Regions from separate parts of the Mus musculus genome. Here region 2 is linked to region 1. A link is a contact called in public promoter capture Hi-C data. All regions are on one chromosome and are shown on one strand. The core of a region is the stretch at or near the end of the contact, and the rest is flanking DNA. Distances in the headings are between cores, read along the strand shown. Region 1 has its middle 50 kb from the start of Gm23351. Region 2 holds the start of Foxq1 (forkhead box Q1).

Region 1 (4,427 bases), core at 783-3,282:
GCACAGGGAAGCAAAAGTTCAGGCTGTGTTAATTTTGTTATAGCTCCCTGTTCTGTTTTTTAAATCTCTACTGTGATCATTTGCCGCAGTGTAATTTTAAAGCTATTTTTATCCCTGGATAAACATAAAACAAAGTAAACCAAAGGAGAGATCTCTATTCTTACTTCTAAAATGTCCCCAGAAATCACTTTAGCCTTGGGCACTGCAGAAAGGCTTTCTGCCGGACTCAGTTTATCCTCCCTGCTGGTCTCTGTCCTGCAACAGAGCAAACTCCACACCAGAATCAGGAATATCCACCACCAAGATCAGCCCTTCTAAGTCTCCAGTCTGCAGAATATTCCCTCTGGAAATATTAAGTCTTTGGCTTTTCCCATACTTGAGTTGAAGCTAGAGTTAGTCCTCCCCTCCCCCCCGCCCCATGTTCTACCCTGAGCTGTCTGCAAACTTGCCATGTGTCCCAGCCTTAAGAATTCAGGCATGCGGTAAGACACAATTTGGGATGACTGTCTCTAACTCGCCAACTATGTACCCATCCCACAGTTGCTGCAGGTAAAGGGCAGCACAAAGGAGTTTAGAGAGGCCAGCCTCACCAGGGCTATTTTCCTAGTTAGGATTCCAGGGTTCTGGAGCATAGAGCTCTGAGCCTATGGAACGGAAAGGCATGGGCGGGAAGTGTCACTGGCTGCCAGACTCTGGGCAGGCCTCCAAGAACTGAGACCAGTGGATGAAGGATGCAGCCTGCTTAGCTCTGTTCAGAGAAAGTAGGTTCTCATTCTAAGCTCTGCCTTCCTCAACAGCGCCAACTTCTTTGAACTCCTACTAGACCAAATCCACAGAGGGGCAACCTAGGGCCCTTAGCAGGCATAAATAAATAAATAAATAAATAAATAAATAAATAAATATTCAGGTAGGGCTGGAAGGAAGCTATGAGCCTGCAGACTTTTTGAATATACACTACATACAGGTGTCTAGGCAATCCCAGGAGCCCAGAGAAAGCAAGCTTATACATGCAATGGCGATATGGACCTTGTGTGGGACGATCATGACTCCCTGGTTGCTTCTGATTCCTCGACCCTTCTATATCTGTGTGGGTCAGCACCGTAGAATGCCATCTAAGAGTGCTGCTTCCCCACTTGAACAAATGGCCTACAGCTACGCAGGTCTTGGTTAAGGCAATATACAAATACATCTGCATACTATTTGAGGTAGCAGTGACATCTGTAAGCAATGGTTCCTTTTGCCCAGGTGACACCCCGATGACACATCACCCTACGAAGTAACAGAAAGGGCTTGCTTCAGCACTCTCCACAGTCAGCAGCTTCACCACACAGCCAGGTTGCTGATCACCTGTGGCTGAATAAACTCAATAATTTAAAATACATATCTCAAATAGCATTCATATCTACTGCTTAAAGTAGATGTAAAATTAGAAACAACCTAGAGTATTTTAGCCCTCCATCCTGAGAGTCTGTGTAGCATAGGAAGGAGGACCATATACTTAAGGGAAGGACTGGCTGCTGCTACTAGCTGTACGATTAAGAGCAGATTAACAGATCTGAGCCCCAGCCTCAGCCATGTATTGCAGACAAGGATTTCTTGACTTCAGGGACAGACAGAGATTTAAACAAGATTCAAATTGGGGATGGCACATAGTTTTTTATTGTTAGTTATTAAATATGAACACTTTAAAATCATTTTTAATTGTTCTAAAATGCAAAGCAGCTGCCTAGATACAATGTTTCCACCTCAATTCATTACTGACAGTAGGGTGATAGTCCTGTTTAGAGTAACTCTGGGTCATCTAGGTGTGACATAGATGAAAATATAAAAGAGACAGAGAGAAAGGCAGGCAGCCAGGCAGGCAACAAGCACAGCTATGGTCTCCCTACAGGAAGCATAGTTTCTTGCCCATAAGAATGATACTTAAACCAACTTGGGTTTTGTCTTTCTGTAAAGAGCAAGAATGCACAGAATGTCCCTAGGCCTGAGTTGTATAACCTTGTCACTTATTAACTGTTCCACTTATCAAAACATTTGCTTGTCTGTAGCCCTGGGCCATTGTCTGCCCTGGGCTTGCCCTGCCCCTCTCCCAGCCTGTACTATCTGTAGCTGTGTGGAGAGCTGTGAACAGCAGGGGTCCAGTCTTGTCTTTCCAGTATCTGCAAAGTCATGGGGTTCTGACCTGGTGACTGTCTAGACATTTTAAGCTCAAACCTCCTTGTAGTTTTCTGACCACTCTCTTGGTTTTTTCTGTCTTGCCATCTGGAAAGTTTGGTTTCTAAGACCACATTCCCCTCCCTGATCAATGTTTGCAAACTTATGGGATGAACTCTGCCCTTTCTCAAAGAGGAACTGACTTACAGGGTATAGCTTTCTTCCTTGTTTAATTTTTTTTAAGTGAAAAATAGACTTTATGCTTCCCTGGTGCCTTGCAGAGCAGACGAGGAAAGCTTCCAAGGGGAAGGAGGAGAGCAGATGCATTTCAATTTGCAGACACATGGCTTCAAGCAGATGTGGATGGCTCCATCATTGGCAAGATATGGGACTAGGTTTCAGAGCTAGCAGGCAGCCATGACAGTAAAGTCATTTCCCAAAGCCAGCTGATCCTAGGAAGTATCTAAAGACAGACTCGAATGCAAAGACCAAGACTGGATGCTAGCATCATAATAGAATAAGCTGAGAGCAAAATACTGGTCTGTCACTCAAATATCTGCTCCCTGGAGTCACAGGGTGTTTTCCTCATCTGCATTTATGTCAGACATTCACAATATTGTTTTGGTAGAAATCTACCCAAGCAATCTTCATGGTGCAGTAATGAAGAAAAGCACTTCCTTTTGTTGGAATCATCTGTGACACCTAAGAGTCCATTGTGTAGAAGTTGGTATTGCAGGCAGTTCAAGCCCTGCAAAAAGAGAATAAGAAAATGACAAGACAGAAGTTCCAAATGCAGAGTTTGCTATCTGGGTGTTTGTTTCATAACATAACAGACAGGCTTCCTGAGCAAGCCCACCTCCTTATGAGGCTGCATAGGGCTCCTTATATGTCCAGTATGGTTTTGATTCTAAAGTAGGTTTAGCAAATGTATCAGGTAATCAGGTAGTGTCTGAATCAATGGCTTGTAAGAAGAAAAGTATCAAGCAAATATATAACCTCACCATATCACTTGGATGGGAGCATATCATGCATGTAGTAGAATGTTCCATTTGTGTCTAAAATGTACATTACATGAGTCTTTAGAGTGACACCTAATGAACTCCTCAGCAGAACTATGTAAATATTCAGTCCCATGGTCTCTAATTACTTCATTCATCATTAGAATGTTCACTTTCTGACCTCATCACAGGGTACAGAGGTAGCCAGCCACCTCTTGAGGAGCTTAGCCAATGTCTGAGGAAGTGCCAAAGAAGAGTCTATGCATCCTTTGTGTTAGAAGAGGGTCAACAATTGGGCATGAACATCTCACCCTACATCAGCCAGGGCCTGCCCTACAACCTCTGTGACCTGATAAGAGCTCACATGTATGACATTCTCACATTGTGCTAATTACTGTGTCCCAGGCCCATAAGTACATACAGCATCCTAAGAGAGAATTACAGTTATTGCTTGGAAAAGCAAAAAATGCTCAGCTCAGCACAGTGACACATACCTGTAATCCCAGTTCTAGAGAGGCTGACACAGAAAAATAAATATCAACAGATGGAATGGGGTGGGAGAGAGAGACAGAGAGAGTAGAAAAAGAAACTGAGACAAAGACAGAAAAGGAACAAAGAAACAGAGACAGAGCTATACAGTCAGAGGCAGAAAAACAGAAAGATTGACACCCTGTAGACTGCCTTTCAGTCTCTTCTGGGCACAACTCCAGGACCACTGAATCGTCTAGTCAGAAAATAGTGAAGTTCTTAGCTTAGCAATTCATTTAACTATTTTTTAAATTCAAGTGAGAATTCTGAATAATGTTACCTATAAAACACTGACTAATTTGGAAATACATTGATAAAGCATTTAGAATGAAATGATAGCTATCTTCAACAGTTTTATGGAATTTATATGAAGAAGTGTTGGCAACAGGATAGAACAGTGAATCTCCTGAGAGGGAAAGGGTGTGTGAGCTCCATAGGAAGTACCCATAGTGTCTGAAAAATTTTTTGGTTGCTACAACTAAGGGTGGAGGTGCTAATATACCCCATTGGGCAGTAGAATACAGTGTTGTTCAACATCTGACAACACACTGGACACTTTCCCAAACAAATAGTATCAAGTCCAAAATGACAATAGTGTTGAATTAAAATCACAGAAAAGAAATGGGCAGGTTAGTTTTTATATGTGTAGGAAGATAGATGGATGGGTGGACAGATGGATGGATGGATGGATGGATGGATGGATAGATGAATGAATAAATGAATGATATATAGATGAATCAGTGGGTG
Region 2 (4,115 bases), core at 1,082-3,581, 81 kb after region 1:
CACCACCCACAGGCACTTATCAATCCATCAATTATCAGAATCCCCAAAGACAAAGCTAAAGGAGACATCATCAAAAAAAATGGGGGGGGGGGGGAATTTGTGAAGAAACTGGAGATTGGGGACGAGGAGTTGGTGTCTGTTCTTTTAAACTTGGAAACCCCAACCTCAAGGGTGTGGGGATAGAGATTCGGAAAACAGACATCTTTCTTCTTCTCTTCTTGCTGTTTTCCTTTATCATCCATAGAAGGTGAATGAATTCTCCAGACACAAAACATCAGCTCAAAACAGTCAAATCAACTGCAACCGCATAGAAGAGTTTTATTTGTGATTTTTAACTTAAGACAAACTTTTTTCTCAGCACATGGTATCGATGGGGCAAGAATAGGATATACAGCCAAGAAATAAAGACAAGACTCCATCTTGATGGAGTCTGTATCCTAGTTCCCAGGTTCCTCTTCCCCTTCCCAGATAGCTGGACCCAGCCATTTTCCTCCTGGGGTCTTCCTCTCCGAAGTCGTCGTAGTGGTCCATGGGTAGTATCTTACCTAGCCATTCCAACCTCCCAAAGAACTCTCAAAGTAGAAAGAGTTGCCCCACCCTCACCCCAGCTGAGAATTCTCCATCCTCCTCTCCTCCCCCATCACAAGCTCCAAACCCAACAGTCAGCTTAATAGGGACGAGGAATAGGCATTTCCTCGCCTAACCAAGATCAAGGTAAGGAGAGTATCTGCTGCAGCTAGTGAGAGGTGGTGACGGATGAAGTGCGGGACTGGCAGTGAGGTGGACTGGCAGTGAGTGGATTAGCAGCCACTGGTGTTCCTAGGCCTGGAATCTCCCTATTGCCTATTGCCTATTGAGTCTTAACCCTCCTAAATGTATCTCCTCCATAAAACAGGCACGCTGAGTTCAAATAAGGACAACCTTCATTAACAATGTCTTTTATCCCTGGCCAAATCAATGCTTTGTCACCTTGCACTGGGCTAATTCTCATCCCAACGCACTCCCCTGGCCAGGACCTAGGGACCATCCATTTGCGGGCAGGAGCTAAGAGGAACCCCTTGAAAGAGGCTGTTTTTCGAGGCTGGAGGAACGCACCACGTGGTAAACAGTTACTCCCTGCATACTACAAAACATCAGATTCCTGCTGGCTGTCAAGATGCCCACTGCATTCTGAGCGCCTTTACGGCTTCTTGACTTAAGAGAAGAGAAGCTTGTGTATGCTTTCCACACAAATGGTGGAAAGTAATAAAATAAACTTCAAACATGCTCTCCCACATAGTCGCAGCCTCAACATTATTCGCAACAAAAGCAGGAAGAAGGAGGAAGCTGGCGTGGTAGGCATAGGGTCAAAAGTGCACCCTTCCTAGTGCAAGGCCCCTTTCCTTGGAGAACTGACACAGAGTTGTCAGGGAGTCGGAGGAGTTGCAGAAGAGGCCTCCTTTCCTGTTTGACACCCGTGCCACTAAAGCCAAGGCAAGTTCTAGAGCACAGTTGCAGACAAATAGCGATAAACACGCCTTGCCTTTGCCTCATGCCCCAAGGAACACACATCCTCCCGTGATTCTTGTTGATTGCTAGACCCGGGCACTGCATGGCTGTGGGCAAAGCCCACGTCACAAGACTTCGGAAGGGACTCAAGGCAGGCAGAGCCGGGCACCTCTCTTGCAAAGCGGCCTCCCGGTAAAAGTATGGGGCGTTGCCTCCTTCCCCCCAGAGCCTCCAGCCAGGTATGACAAAATAAAAGTGAAAGTCGGAAGCCGGCTAAGAAACAAGAGGCACGATCAACCAAAAAGAATCATAGAATTTCAAGCTCGTGGTTTTTACTTGTTACAAGGGGTAAAGTTGGCCATAGAGAGGAAGTAAGAGGAAGGGCACGAAAGAGGTCAATGCAAAGGCTGTTCCACGGGGTGTCTGCAGTTCAGCGATTCAATTATCACCAGGGATTTCCTTTCCTAAGAATATTGGCTCTCCTTGCCAAAAAAATCCGCAGGCTGCACGCAGCGCGCAGCTCAGGACGGCGGCCAGACCTATGCAACCAGTCCCTCGGCCTAAGCCCTTTTAGGTGTCTCTCTGGAGCGTCCAAAAAGTGTCAGCTCTACCAGGTATAGGAGAGCAATCGTCTTGGTGAGTCCGGGGGGCGCAGAAACCCACTCGGTGGCCGCGGGAAGCCAGAAGCTCCTACCTGCGCAGCGGGGCGGGCGGGGCAGCCGCACAGGCGCGCACACTCGCGCGCACACCCTAGCCGTGCGCTCGCTCCCCATTGGCGAGACCGAAAGGGCGGGGCCGGCCAGACCCAAAACAAACAACCTGCGCCCGCGGAGACTCTGTGGCCGCGCCGCCGCGTGGCCTCGGCCTGATGAACGCCTTGGGGGGAGCCGCGGCCACCTCGGCCACCTAGTTCCCCCACCCCCTGGCCGTGGGCGCCCAGGCCCCGCCCGCGCGGAGCCGCCGCAGGGTTATATTGGGCCGGACCGAAGGTGGAGGCGAGATTCTGCTGCGGCCGGCCAGCGCGGACATGCTGCCCGGGAAGCCGGGGGTGGCAAGGCGGCTGCGGGTGCGGCGGCCTCGAAGACTCCTTTCTATGGGCTCTCGAGGCTGAAGACGTCCTATCCTCAAAAGTAGCGGGTGCGCCAGCAGACGTCAGGTCGGTGCCTGAGACCTAGACATCCAGCGAAGGAACACTTTTGGACGCCCAGACCGATAGCATAAGCGCCGGCTCGGTCCTCCCAGCACGAAATCCTAAGGCTGGTGTGTCCTGGCCCCCGCTTCGCAGGGTGGCCCCTCATTCCTCGCTTGTCTTCCGCTCAAAGTCTCTAAACCTCGGAGTAAGGACAGCACTGCACCAACTTCTATCACTCCACTCCTCACTTCACCCAACAATCAAAACCCCTCCCAAAAAAAATCCCAGCGGAGGAGAACCTTTCGGAAAAGCGTCTCTCTCGGAAAGACGCAGGAGCGGTCCCTCCCAGGAGAAGACAGACTCAGCGGGCCACGGGATCGCCACTCCGGGCGCCACTCGCTTCCTACGACCTCGCAGGAAAGGGGTAACTGTGCCGGACTGGAAGCACCAGCGCCGGCATGAAATTGGAGGTGTTCGTCCCACGCGCAGCCCACGGGGACAAAATGGGCAGCGATCTGGAGGGGGCCGGCAGCAGCGACGTGCCATCTCCACTGTCCGCGGCTGGTGACGACTCCTTAGGCTCAGACGGGGACTGTGCAGCCAACAGCCCGGCGGCGGGCAGCGGCGCCGGGGATCTGGAAGGTGGCGGCGGCGAGAGGAATTCGAGTGGCGGGCCGAGCGCCCAAGACGGTCCGGAGGCAACTGATGACAGCAGAACGCAGGCCTCCGCGGCAGGGCCGTGCGCGGGCGGCGTGGGCGGCGGCGAGGGCGCGCGCAGCAAGCCGTACACGCGGCGGCCCAAGCCCCCATACTCCTACATCGCTCTCATCGCCATGGCCATCCGCGACTCCGCGGGCGGACGCCTGACACTGGCCGAGATCAACGAGTACCTCATGGGCAAGTTCCCCTTTTTCCGGGGCAGCTACACGGGCTGGCGCAACTCCGTGCGCCACAACCTCTCGCTCAACGACTGTTTCGTCAAGGTGCTGCGCGACCCCTCGCGGCCCTGGGGCAAGGACAACTACTGGATGCTCAACCCCAACAGCGAATACACCTTCGCCGACGGGGTCTTCCGCCGCCGCCGCAAGCGCCTCAGCCACCGGACCACAGTCTCCGCGTCCGGGCTGCGGCCGGAGGAAGCCCCACCCGGACCTGCCGGGACCCCGCAGCCCGCGCCCGCCGCCCGCTCCTCCCCGATCGCGCGCTCGCCGGCTCGCCAGGAGGAGCGCTCCAGCCCTGCGAGCAAGTTCTCCAGCTCCTTCGCCATCGACAGCATTCTCAGCAAGCCTTTTCGCAGCCGCCGCGACGGCGACTCGGCTCTGGGGGTGCAGCTACCCTGGGGCGCCGCTCCCTGCCCGCCGCTGCGCGCCTATCCCGCGCTCCTTCCCGCGGCGCCCGGTGGCGCTCTGCTACCGCTCTGTGCTTACGGCGCAAGCGAGCCTACGCTGCTGGCGTCGCGCGGGACCGAGGTGCAGCCCGCGGCGCCCCTTCTGCT

Evidence for each region. Promoter capture Hi-C pulls out the DNA fragments that hold promoters and counts their contacts.
Region 2: a contact with region 1 is called in a promoter capture Hi-C map of liver, with 2.4 times the contacts expected there. The contact joins the promoter of Foxq1 here to the enhancer-like site in region 1. A contact is called at or near these places in 3 of 39 promoter capture datasets (hippocampal neurons and liver), 17 of 484 Hi-C or Micro-C datasets (the AML12 cell line, CD8 T cells, Sertoli cells and 9 more), 9 of 115 datasets of contacts at active chromatin or transcription factors (differentiating embryonic stem cells, embryonic stem cells, extraembryonic endoderm stem cells and 6 more) and 3 of 9 other capture datasets (adipose tissue, liver and pancreatic islet).

What each region holds. Positions count from the first base shown.
Region 1 is chr13:31,475,314-31,479,740 of GRCm38.p6, forward strand. No RefSeq gene overlaps it. Among named protein-coding and RNA genes, the nearest start is that of Gm23351, 50 kb to the left of the region's middle. Within about 2 kb of position 2,033, at least 30 of the 459 cell types and tissues checked have an H3K27ac peak or open chromatin away from gene starts, as enhancers often do. A contact at or near this core is called in hepatocytes, hippocampal neurons and liver, where this site is marked.
Region 2 is chr13:31,555,839-31,559,953 of GRCm38.p6, forward strand. Foxq1 (forkhead box Q1) reads left to right here and starts at 2,332. Exons shown (of 1, transcript NM_008239.4): 1 at 2,332-4,115. The coding sequence starts at 3,079.